Regions from separate parts of the Mus musculus genome. Here region 2 is linked to region 1. The links are chromatin contacts, called in public promoter capture Hi-C maps. All regions are on one chromosome and are shown on one strand. Each heading gives the region's core, a stretch centred on a gene start, on an enhancer-like site or on the middle of the called end of the contact. The rest is flanking DNA. Distances are from core to core; before and after follow the strand shown.

The links. Promoter capture Hi-C pulls out the DNA fragments that hold promoters and counts their contacts.
Region 2: a contact with region 1 is called in a promoter capture Hi-C map of hippocampal neurons, with 5 times the contacts expected there. The contact joins the promoter of Dnm3 here to the promoter of Klhl20 in region 1. A contact is called at or near these places in 2 of 39 promoter capture datasets (hippocampal neurons and liver).

What each region holds. Positions count from the first base shown.
Region 1 is chr1:161,128,715-161,133,445 of GRCm38.p6, forward strand. It overlaps Klhl20 (kelch-like 20), which reads right to left and starts at 2,765. Exons shown (of 12, transcript NM_001039482.1): 1 at 2,649-2,765; 2 at 1,675-1,738. The coding sequence starts at 1,682.
Region 2 is chr1:162,476,041-162,480,771 of GRCm38.p6, forward strand. It overlaps Dnm3 (dynamin 3), which reads right to left and starts at 1,994. Exons shown (of 21, transcript NM_001038619.2): 1 at 1,623-1,994. The coding sequence starts at 1,783. Gm31985 (a long non-coding RNA gene) reads left to right here and starts at 626. Exons shown (of 3, transcript XR_373653.3): 1 at 626-835; 2 at 3,986-4,261.

The DNA.
Region 1 (4,731 bases), core at 1,515-4,014:
TGTGTGTGTGTGTGTGTGTGTGTGTGCGCATGCAGTTAAAAGGGAAAAGAACAGGAACTTGCATGGGTAGGGAGTAGGGAGGACCTGGAAGGAGCTGGGGGAAGGGAAAGAATATGGTCAAAACTATATTAAACTATATTGGAATGTAGGAGTTAGATTTCTAAAGAGTTTGGATTTTCTGGTTCTTAATATTTAAATCTGCCTTTTTGCATAGTAGTTTTTTGTTACCCATAATCATTAAGTGTGAAATTTTGTGAGCTTACTATAAATGTAATACCCTGTACAATAGAGAGGTCAAACTATATTATACAAAACTTTTTTAAAAATAAAATTTAATTTAAAAATATTAAGTTATTATTTTAGCAATTACATAAGATTTATTTACATTTATGGCGACCGAGGATGAGACAAAAACTGGTGGTTTTTATAATCATGCTAGAAAAAGAAGTGGTGAAGCACTTAATATATGTGTGGTTAGTTTCTTCTAGTATGTTAAAATCTAATATTTTCTTACTATAGGGTCATGAGTACTTCCTAATGCTGTATCATGGGCACACACAGCAGCAAAGTGAACAGGACAAGAGAAAGCACAACAGTTCAAAGCCACTTGATGTATCAATAACAAATCTGAAAAGGACATCGATTCTCACTCTTTACTTGAACTTCATCTTGAGATCTTGCTGCCGCTGCCTGTAAGGTGCTGGGATTTACAGGTTTGCAAGGCCACGTCCAGCCTTCCTCCTAGTCCTAAGTCCTGTCCTTATTATGATGGGATGCCTCTTTTCTATGAGGGTCTCTGTGTTGTTTATCTTTGATGTTAAGTGACATGTGACAAAATAAGTTTGTAACCATAATACAAGTCTAAACAATGAATAAATACAACTGACTTGTTTCAATAAAGATTCTAGTACAATTTCTTAAGACAGATTGAGAAAAGGCATTAGTAAATTCTGGAGGAAGGCAGACTGGCACTACATACTTTTCTATTTTTCTACATCTATTTTAGTCTTTAAGCTTTACTGTAATGCAGCTATTTTAGTAAGCATATTGATGAACCCCAGTAAAATAATCAAACCATAACTGGGAATGCAGTACAGCATCTTACAAATACTACTTTTCCTTGGCAACAGACTCCTCTATATTGTACAGGGTATTACATTTATAGTAAGCTCACAAAATTTCACACTTAATGATTATGGATAACAAAAAACTACTATGCAAAAAGGCAGATTTAAATATTAAGAACCAGAAAATCCAAACTCTTTAGAAATCTAACTCCTACATATAAAATATAAAGCTGTAGTAGGGTATGGTGGTGCACACCTTTTAATTCAGCACTTGGGAGATACTGGCAGGTGGATCTCGGATTTTGAGGGCAGTTTGGTCTACATAGCACGTTCCAAGACAGCTAGGACTGCATAATAGTTCTTGTTTCAAAGCAAACAAACGAGCAAAGAAACCCAAAAATCCCTAGACAACACAAAACAACACAACCAAATAAACGAAGTTGCTATTTTCTGACATTACTAGTTTCGATTTACTTGAAACAAGAACGATTAATTCCAAGCAGGATTTGTTAAGGTTTGTGAATAAATAATCGTAAACGATGCACTGTTAGTAGAAGCTTAATTTCAATCACTGAAATCAATGTTTCATATTCTTAAAAAGGCTTACCTGCGCATTGGCTTTCCTTCCCTGCACCATGAAAAGTATCCTTCACCGTGTTCTAAAGCCGTACCTTCAACAAGAGAGAAGTAGTAGCTTACTAAAAACTGTTCGAGTTCTCCAGCAACTTGTATAATCACTTCACTCATTTCGTCTGTAATCAGGAATCTTACATCCTAATGTAATCTTTGCGTAGATGCGCAATCATAATGTAATGCCTTTAAGAGGACTATCACTAACTAAAGATGCTAAGGTGACAGATTATATGTGAATGTGAGGGTGACTGGGAAAGCAGTCAGGATCAAAATAGTCATGATCGCTAGTTGGTGTTTTCTGCTCAAGAAGCACCTGGGGAGTTTTTTGATTTTTTAACTTCACCATCAAGTATATTTGCAGAGTAATCACTTGATACCAGCAGCAGTACTAATTTAGTGACTCGGATAGGAAAAGCATTGTTTTAGCACTGAATCCGAAGGTTGTTAACTTATTCTGAAGTGACAAGCAGGCCGGAGGCGGTTGCCTTTAAAAACAACTCCACTTCCGACCAGCCCAGCCCGGGCAGCTTGAACAAGGGCAGGGAAAGTAGTTCTAGACTACAACTCTCCCAAGCTCTCGTCTTAGTCGCCGAAATATTGTTCACCGCCAGGATCTTGCTGGCTTCCAGAGAGAAAATGGGAGGCAGAGTGCTCGCTCCCTTAGAATTCCAAGTGAAGCTGTCCAGGATGCGGAGTCCTGCGTCCCCAGCAAGCATTGCACAGCCTTGCCCTGGCTTCAAGACACCTCGGGCAGCCAGCAGCAGCGCAGCCTGGAGCCCTGAAAGGCCCGACCGAGGAACCCTACCGTCCCTTAGAGGCACGACTGACAGGCAGCCTAGAAAGCACTGCCCTGACCCCGCCGGGCAGTTCGGCAAGTTGAGCTCATAGATCTGCAAAGCGAGACCTAGGGCTCTGTTCTCCATCCCGTGCTCTAGAGCTCTGACTTACTGGCTTTGACACTTTTCTCTCTGCGGCACCCTCTCTGCCTTCTCCGCCCTCTCTGCCTCCACCTCTGGAGCCGCTAGCGCAGGCAGGATGCGGCTCCTGCAGCGATTTCCTTTCCCTGCACCCGCCCAGATCCAGAAACAGGAAGCGGTCCGATGGCTAAATCCTTCCCACGGAACTGCACGTGTTCGGGCAAGTAGTTCCGTCATGGCTCCGGAAGTAGCTGTGCCTTTCGCTGAGCGTTTCCCAGGACTGGTACCATTAGTCGATCTGACTTTTACAATATACTTAGAGAGCAACCAAATAAAATATGTATGAGGTGAGGGTTTCATTTTTGAGTATATAACTAAAAGTCTGTTGCTGATGTATTGAAAACTATACAAGGCTATTATTAACCAAAATTTCTTTAGCTGAACTTTATTTGACATCTATAGACTCTGTGCAGTTGTTTTTGATAGGAAATATACCTCATATTAATAAACTTGTAGTGGGAATGATTGGTCTTTAAATTCAACTTCTAATTCTAGTTCTATGATACACTTTGTCATTTGGCCAAGTTTTTTCTTCATATGTACCAGTGATATATAAGTAAATAATATATGTACTAGTAACAGCTATGGATACCCCATTTATTATCAAATACTTAGCATATAACATTGTGTATTAGTTTATCAGTTCTAGTATCTCTCTTATTGAAGGATTTATTACCATTTTTCCAAATGGTGGTAGCATTATGTTTCAGATAGTGCCATTCCAGTCGGTACCAAAGCGTTATGTAACTTACAAAAGGGTAAGGGTATCTACGGAGCATAGCCTGTAAGGGTTAGAGCCACAACTTGATGCCGTGTACAATGGTTCTAGATTCTGGCCACAATTATATTATATCTTCCTCCAGAAAGGTTCAAGGATTCTCGTTGGTCCATATTATTGGTACTTTCAACTTTAATTTTTTGCCAATCTGATGGGTATAAAATAGTTTAGATGTACATTTTTCTGATCCATTGAAATGGCATCTTATATGTGCACCTCTCAGGTTTCTTTTGTGTAGATTGTCTAAAAGTCATCTTCAAAGTGACTCAGATTCTTCCAAAATATGAGTCATGATTTTAATTCTTTATAGCTATACAGTTCTATAGCAAGGGAGTTATAAAAACATTAAGGAATGCTAGTAACTAAAATGGGCTTTTAAGCCAGGGTGAAAGTAATATTTCCTATTCTTAACCCATTGATTCCTTCTTAACCTACTACCCACTGTAAGCTGGCTTGTGCTTCAACTACTCTGTTTCTTTTTAAAGGGGAGGAGTTCAGTGTGAATCAGCTCTTCATATTTATGCCAATTAACAAAGTATACATAAAAATAAACATATGAAAAAACTGGCATTTCCAATTATTATAGAACTCCTACAATCCCATAGGCGTCCTCTTAGGGATCCTAAATTTCTAGTTGAAAATATACTTAGAACTGGTTTTATAATGTGTGAGTCTGGGGCAATAAACAATACTCTGGGGGCCAATGAGCTTAACTTTTAGACATTTGATGAGAAATAGTGTCCTATTTGTCATGTTTAAAGGACATAGAATCCAAGGCTTAGTTGTAAACAAGACCCATGAGACTCTTGGTTTTGTCAAATCTTCATTTCTGAGGAAATAGACATTATAAAATTAAAACACAAGTTGTGTGGTTGCTTAATTACAATATCAGTATATCTGAAAGTGATGTACAGGATTTGCATTAAGAAAATATGTAGCAGGGAATCCATATCTGGTCTCAGTGATCAGGGAAAATATGGTTGGCAGCACTTAAGATATTCCTTGGTGTTCTTTGTCCCCAGTAATTGGTACCTTATGCATGTAGCCATCTCCTTTTTTGCCATTGTGATTATTATAATGTATTAAAAGGATGGGGTGTGGTTCTTCAACATGATGTTGTTTGGACGTTCCAGTCACCAGAATGAGATCAACAAACTTCTTTTCTTTATAAAGTATATAGTCGTAGCTATTTTGTTATCACAACACATAGGTTTCTATGATGGAGAAACAGAAGATCTTTGTCCTGGTGCTAACTTCATGATCTCAAGCAAATGCT
Region 2 (4,731 bases), core at 744-3,243, 1.3 Mb after region 1:
AAAAATTAATTATAAAACCAAGGAGAAATGATCCAGGGAACTAACTACGAAAGGGTAGCTGTCAACTGCGAGCAATTACACGGTCTTATCTTTCTAGTTCACATTGAAGCAAGAAAAACGAAGAGTATCTCCTGAGAGATGGAGCATCATTCGAGAAAAAGGGAAACGCACTTCGCAACACTCACACCCAAAAATGTGGGAGTAGTCAGCAGTACAGTTTACACATTGCCAAGCAATAACAAAAAGGAAGAAGGAGATGGAGAACCACAGCAGGAACCCTCTGCATCACAAGCCGCTCACCAGCCAAATAAAAGAACAAAGTGTAATCTCAGATTGCCCCATCCAGCCCACCGTTTTCATTGCTGCACCTTCTACCTGGTTTACTACTGGGAAACAGATTCCAGCCTTCAGGATGCACTCCTCACACAAGGCCATTAAGGTAACTCAATCCTTCCTGAATTGTTTGCTGGAAAAAACGTTGATTTCTGACTCAAAACAATAACAACTCTTTGTTGTTGTTTAAAATTGTGAGACATGAAGCTATAACTACAATTTGAATTCTGGATGTTATCTTGAAGACCCGCTGGATAAACAAGAGCTTAAGGAATGCAAGAGGATTGGTGGGGGGCGGGAGGGGGGAGGCGGCGCATGGCATAGAAAGAGTGCAAGAGAGATGCTGGTCAGTTCTGAGATGGTGCAGGAATGACAAGGCACCTGAACATCGCAAGTCCACGGTCATCCCTGGAGGTCTCGGGTTTTCAGTCATGCCTGAGCAGTGAATGGGTGCACACTCATAAACACACCACCGTTTATTCTTCAGCTCCCAAGGCGAATGGTAGGCAAGCATCTCCCCGTAAGCCTTCACCACAGGGATTTCGGGGTTCACACACCCCGCCTCCCCTGCTCGGGGCAGGCGATGACTGTTTCAAACAGTGTAAGCCTTCACCACAGGGATTTCGGGGTTCACACACCCCGCCTCCCCTGCTCGGGCAGGCGATGACTGTTTCAAACAGTGTAAGCCTTCACCACAGGGATTTCGGGGTTCACACACCCCGCCTCCCCTGCTCGGGCAGGCGATGACTGTTTCAAACAGTAAACAGCTGAGATGAGAGTCAGGGACAGGGGATGGGGGGCCGGGGCGGCGGGGGGGTGGGGTGGGGGAGAGGGGGGTGTGGACGAAGAAGGAGGGGTACATCCCGGCTGAGAGCTTCCAGGAGAGTGACAGGGAAAGGAGAGGGGTGTTGAGAAAGAGAACTGGCGACTGGAAAGCACCAGGCTGCGCTTCCAGGCTGCCAGGGGCTGGCGCGCACCAAGCCAGCGAGGGAAGTGGATCCCAGGGCGTACCCCGACTCCCCCACCGAGGGTGGGGAGGAAATGGCTTTGTATGGCAGGATGAAAGGCAGACAGGGGGTCACCACCGGGTAGAGAATGCTGGGGCGAAGGATGCTCAGAGCAAGGAGGACCCCGCCCGCTCTAGAAACACTAGTGCTCTGCCTCCAATCCGCTGCAGCCTCTAGTCCACCCTCGGGGCTCCCCACACCGTTCCATGTTCCAACGGCCTGAAGCACGGGGCTCCCCCCACCCCCACGGACGCGCCCCCACCGCGCTCCCGGTGCGCTCACCTGCCCACGAAATTCTCGAGCACTGAGCTCTTGCCGGCGCTCTGGCCGCCCACCACGGCGATCTGTGGCAGCTCTAGCAGACAGCTCTGTCCCAGAGCCGAGAAAGCGTCCTGCAGACGGTTCACCAGAGGGATCAGCTCTTCCATCTCCCGGTTCCCCATCTTGCCTGTGCGGCCAACTGCCCCACAGGTCCCTGTTCGACTGTGTGACCTGGCAGGCAGCCCAGGCCTCGAAGCACTTGTCCCGGTTGTCGCTGTGCGGGGCTCACACGGCGGAGTCCCTGCACCGATGTCCGATCCCTGCCTCCCACTGCTAGGATCCTGACAGCTCACAGCCCACGACGCGCTTGCGCAGCCCAGAGAGGCGAAGGAGGCGTGGCCTGGTCCTGAGACGGTCACGCCCACACCACGCCTCTCGCCCTGCTTCTCCCTAGAGTTTCCAATCCTACTGGCCTACGGTTGGACTGCCTCCCAGCTTCAGTCAGATGCCACTGCCCAGGCTAAAGGGCAGAGTACTGCACTTGGTCAAGGAAAAGCCTAAAATCACACCCAACAGGAATTGTTGTTCCTTTTGAAGGAGCTAAACCACACAGACGAAGCCTAGAGGAAAGCACTACCATCTACCATCAGCTAACAGCACGTTGACATCAGCTTCACCATGCACCACCACCACTGTACGCACCAGAATACATTTCCCAAAAGGAAATCTCACATTTCACCCCCTACTCCAAAACCCCAGATTGCTGTGGGATGCAGAGATAAACTGGCCTTTTAGAGTCAATCCCCATTAGAAAACTGGGTTACCTGACCTTATTGAAGTACTCATCATTACCAGCCTGTCCTACTCTACCTTCTGTAAGCTAAAGTGTAGTTCCTTGAACCTTTCTGTTCCCTACTCCTACCATACTCATTCTGGCTTTTAGAATTCCTTGCCTGAGCTAACTGTCCTTTTAGCTCCTGGTCAGGACAAAGAGATTGGCTGTTGAGTCCATTGTAACCACGCAGTCTGCACTCGATCCGTTAAATTTAGCACACTGAGAAGAGTCTGTGCCCGGAGATGGAGACACGAAGATAAATGGCCATGGTTCTTCACCTCCTTATCGTGGTCCTGTTTCCTGTGCATTTTGAATACTGATACCTCTCAGGATTTAGTGCGCAATATTTACTTGTCCTGCACATCTTCCATCTGATGATTGCCCAATGGCTTTAAGTAACCTAAAGACTAGAGACTACATAGGAAAATGTGTTGCATCTCTAGCACCCTGGGGTCTTCACTGTCACTTAGGCATCACCATTGCACTATTGCCCTTCTAGGACAACAGTGAACCAAGTCTGAGCCTGCCCCACGTTTCCTAGGCTCGGTGGCTCTCTGGATATGCTATATGATAGCTGAGTCAGTCTTTCACTTTTCATGCCTGCAAAACCAGTACCACATGGAGTACAGAGCCATGCTTTGCTGCCGGTTTGGGATGGAAACTTTGGACCACTATTGCAGCAACCTCTACGCACTGACCCTGAGGAGCTGGTGGCAGGGACGTCTGTGGCAGAAGAGGGTGGAGGCTGGTCATATTGCATCTATAGTCAGAAGGCAGAGTTAAACGGATGCTGATCATCAGCTACCTTTGTCCTTCCTAGGCAGTCAGAAATCTCAGAAATCCCAACACGTGGAGTAGTCCCACCTTAACTAACCTAGCTAAAGACACGCCCAGAGGTTTGTTTCCATGGTGATTCTAGATCCTTCCAAGGTCAATGTATTTGATATAAAGAAATGATTATGGTTAAATAAAGTCATAATGGTGGAACTCTAGTTTGAAAGAGCTAGTGTTCCTGTAATAAAAGACACCAGAGACCCAGCCCCATCTGCCATACAAAGACACAACAAGATGGCAGCCATCTTCCAAGCAGAAAGATGGCCCTCACCAGGACAGATCAGCAGACATCTTGACCTTAAACTTCCCAGCCCTGAGAACACTGGATAAAAGTGTCTTTTAAAGTTATGCAGACAATGGCATTTTGTTATACGATTCAAGCTTACTGCAGATGTAGGGTGTATTTAAAGGAACCTGTGATGGAAACCAGGGAGCAATGACTGCCTCTGCAGAGGGTCATGGATAGCATCTAAGAAGACATGGTCCTTGCTGGGTTCCTCCTGTACACCACTACACTACACGCTGTATAAGCTGAGGACACTAGCCCACGTCCAAAGTGTTTTGAGCTCTAATGCAAAAGACTATATGCTATTGTGCATTAGAAAGAAAATATATCAGCTATTTGAAACCTCTAATCCGTCCTGTTCACTTAGTTCAAGAAGCCGTTCAGAATTACTCTTGCCAACTGCTTTTCTTCTTTACTTCCCTTTTCCAGATTATTCCACAGTAACATGGGGACAAGAGACTCTGAATCCACGCAGAAACAGCCAAGGTCCTTCAGAGGTGTAGATTTCTACTCATAAGCTAATCCACGTAAAACAAACAGGAAACAGAAATACAAAGTGGAAAAGCAGATGGGACAATCCCACAGAAAGCTAATATCTACCTTTCCAATATATATGAAAGCTGAGGAGGGATGTCTGCTCAGTGACGAGTGTCTTGAATGTATCATACAGTCATCTCAACCCTGTCCCAACCCCAGTGATGGATGGTAGGTTCCTCTCCCTGGCTCCCATATCTATGTCATCACTACTTTCCTGGTAACTCCTAAAGATTCAAAACTCTTTTTGTCTTCTGTGTGTAAGAACTTAGTAAGCCCATAAGAACACTGATACATAAGTATGTATTTTACTTCATGGTCAATCTAAAAGATAACCTTAATGAAAGAATAGCACCAAAGACCAAGAGGAACTTTTAAAACTGATGTGGCCTCCCCCAAAAAAGCCACACTCCATGAAACACAGTCACACTTCCCTTTAGATAAACAGAATTTTCTCCATTTTGATCACCTACCTTGTTTATAGGACTTAGTTACACACAGCCTGGCTATTTCCAAAATTAAATCTATAAATAATAAATATATATATATATATATATATATATATATATATATATATACACAGAGACATATATTTTAAATATGCTGCAGGATGAAAGCATTCCCTGAAAGAAAAATTTTCA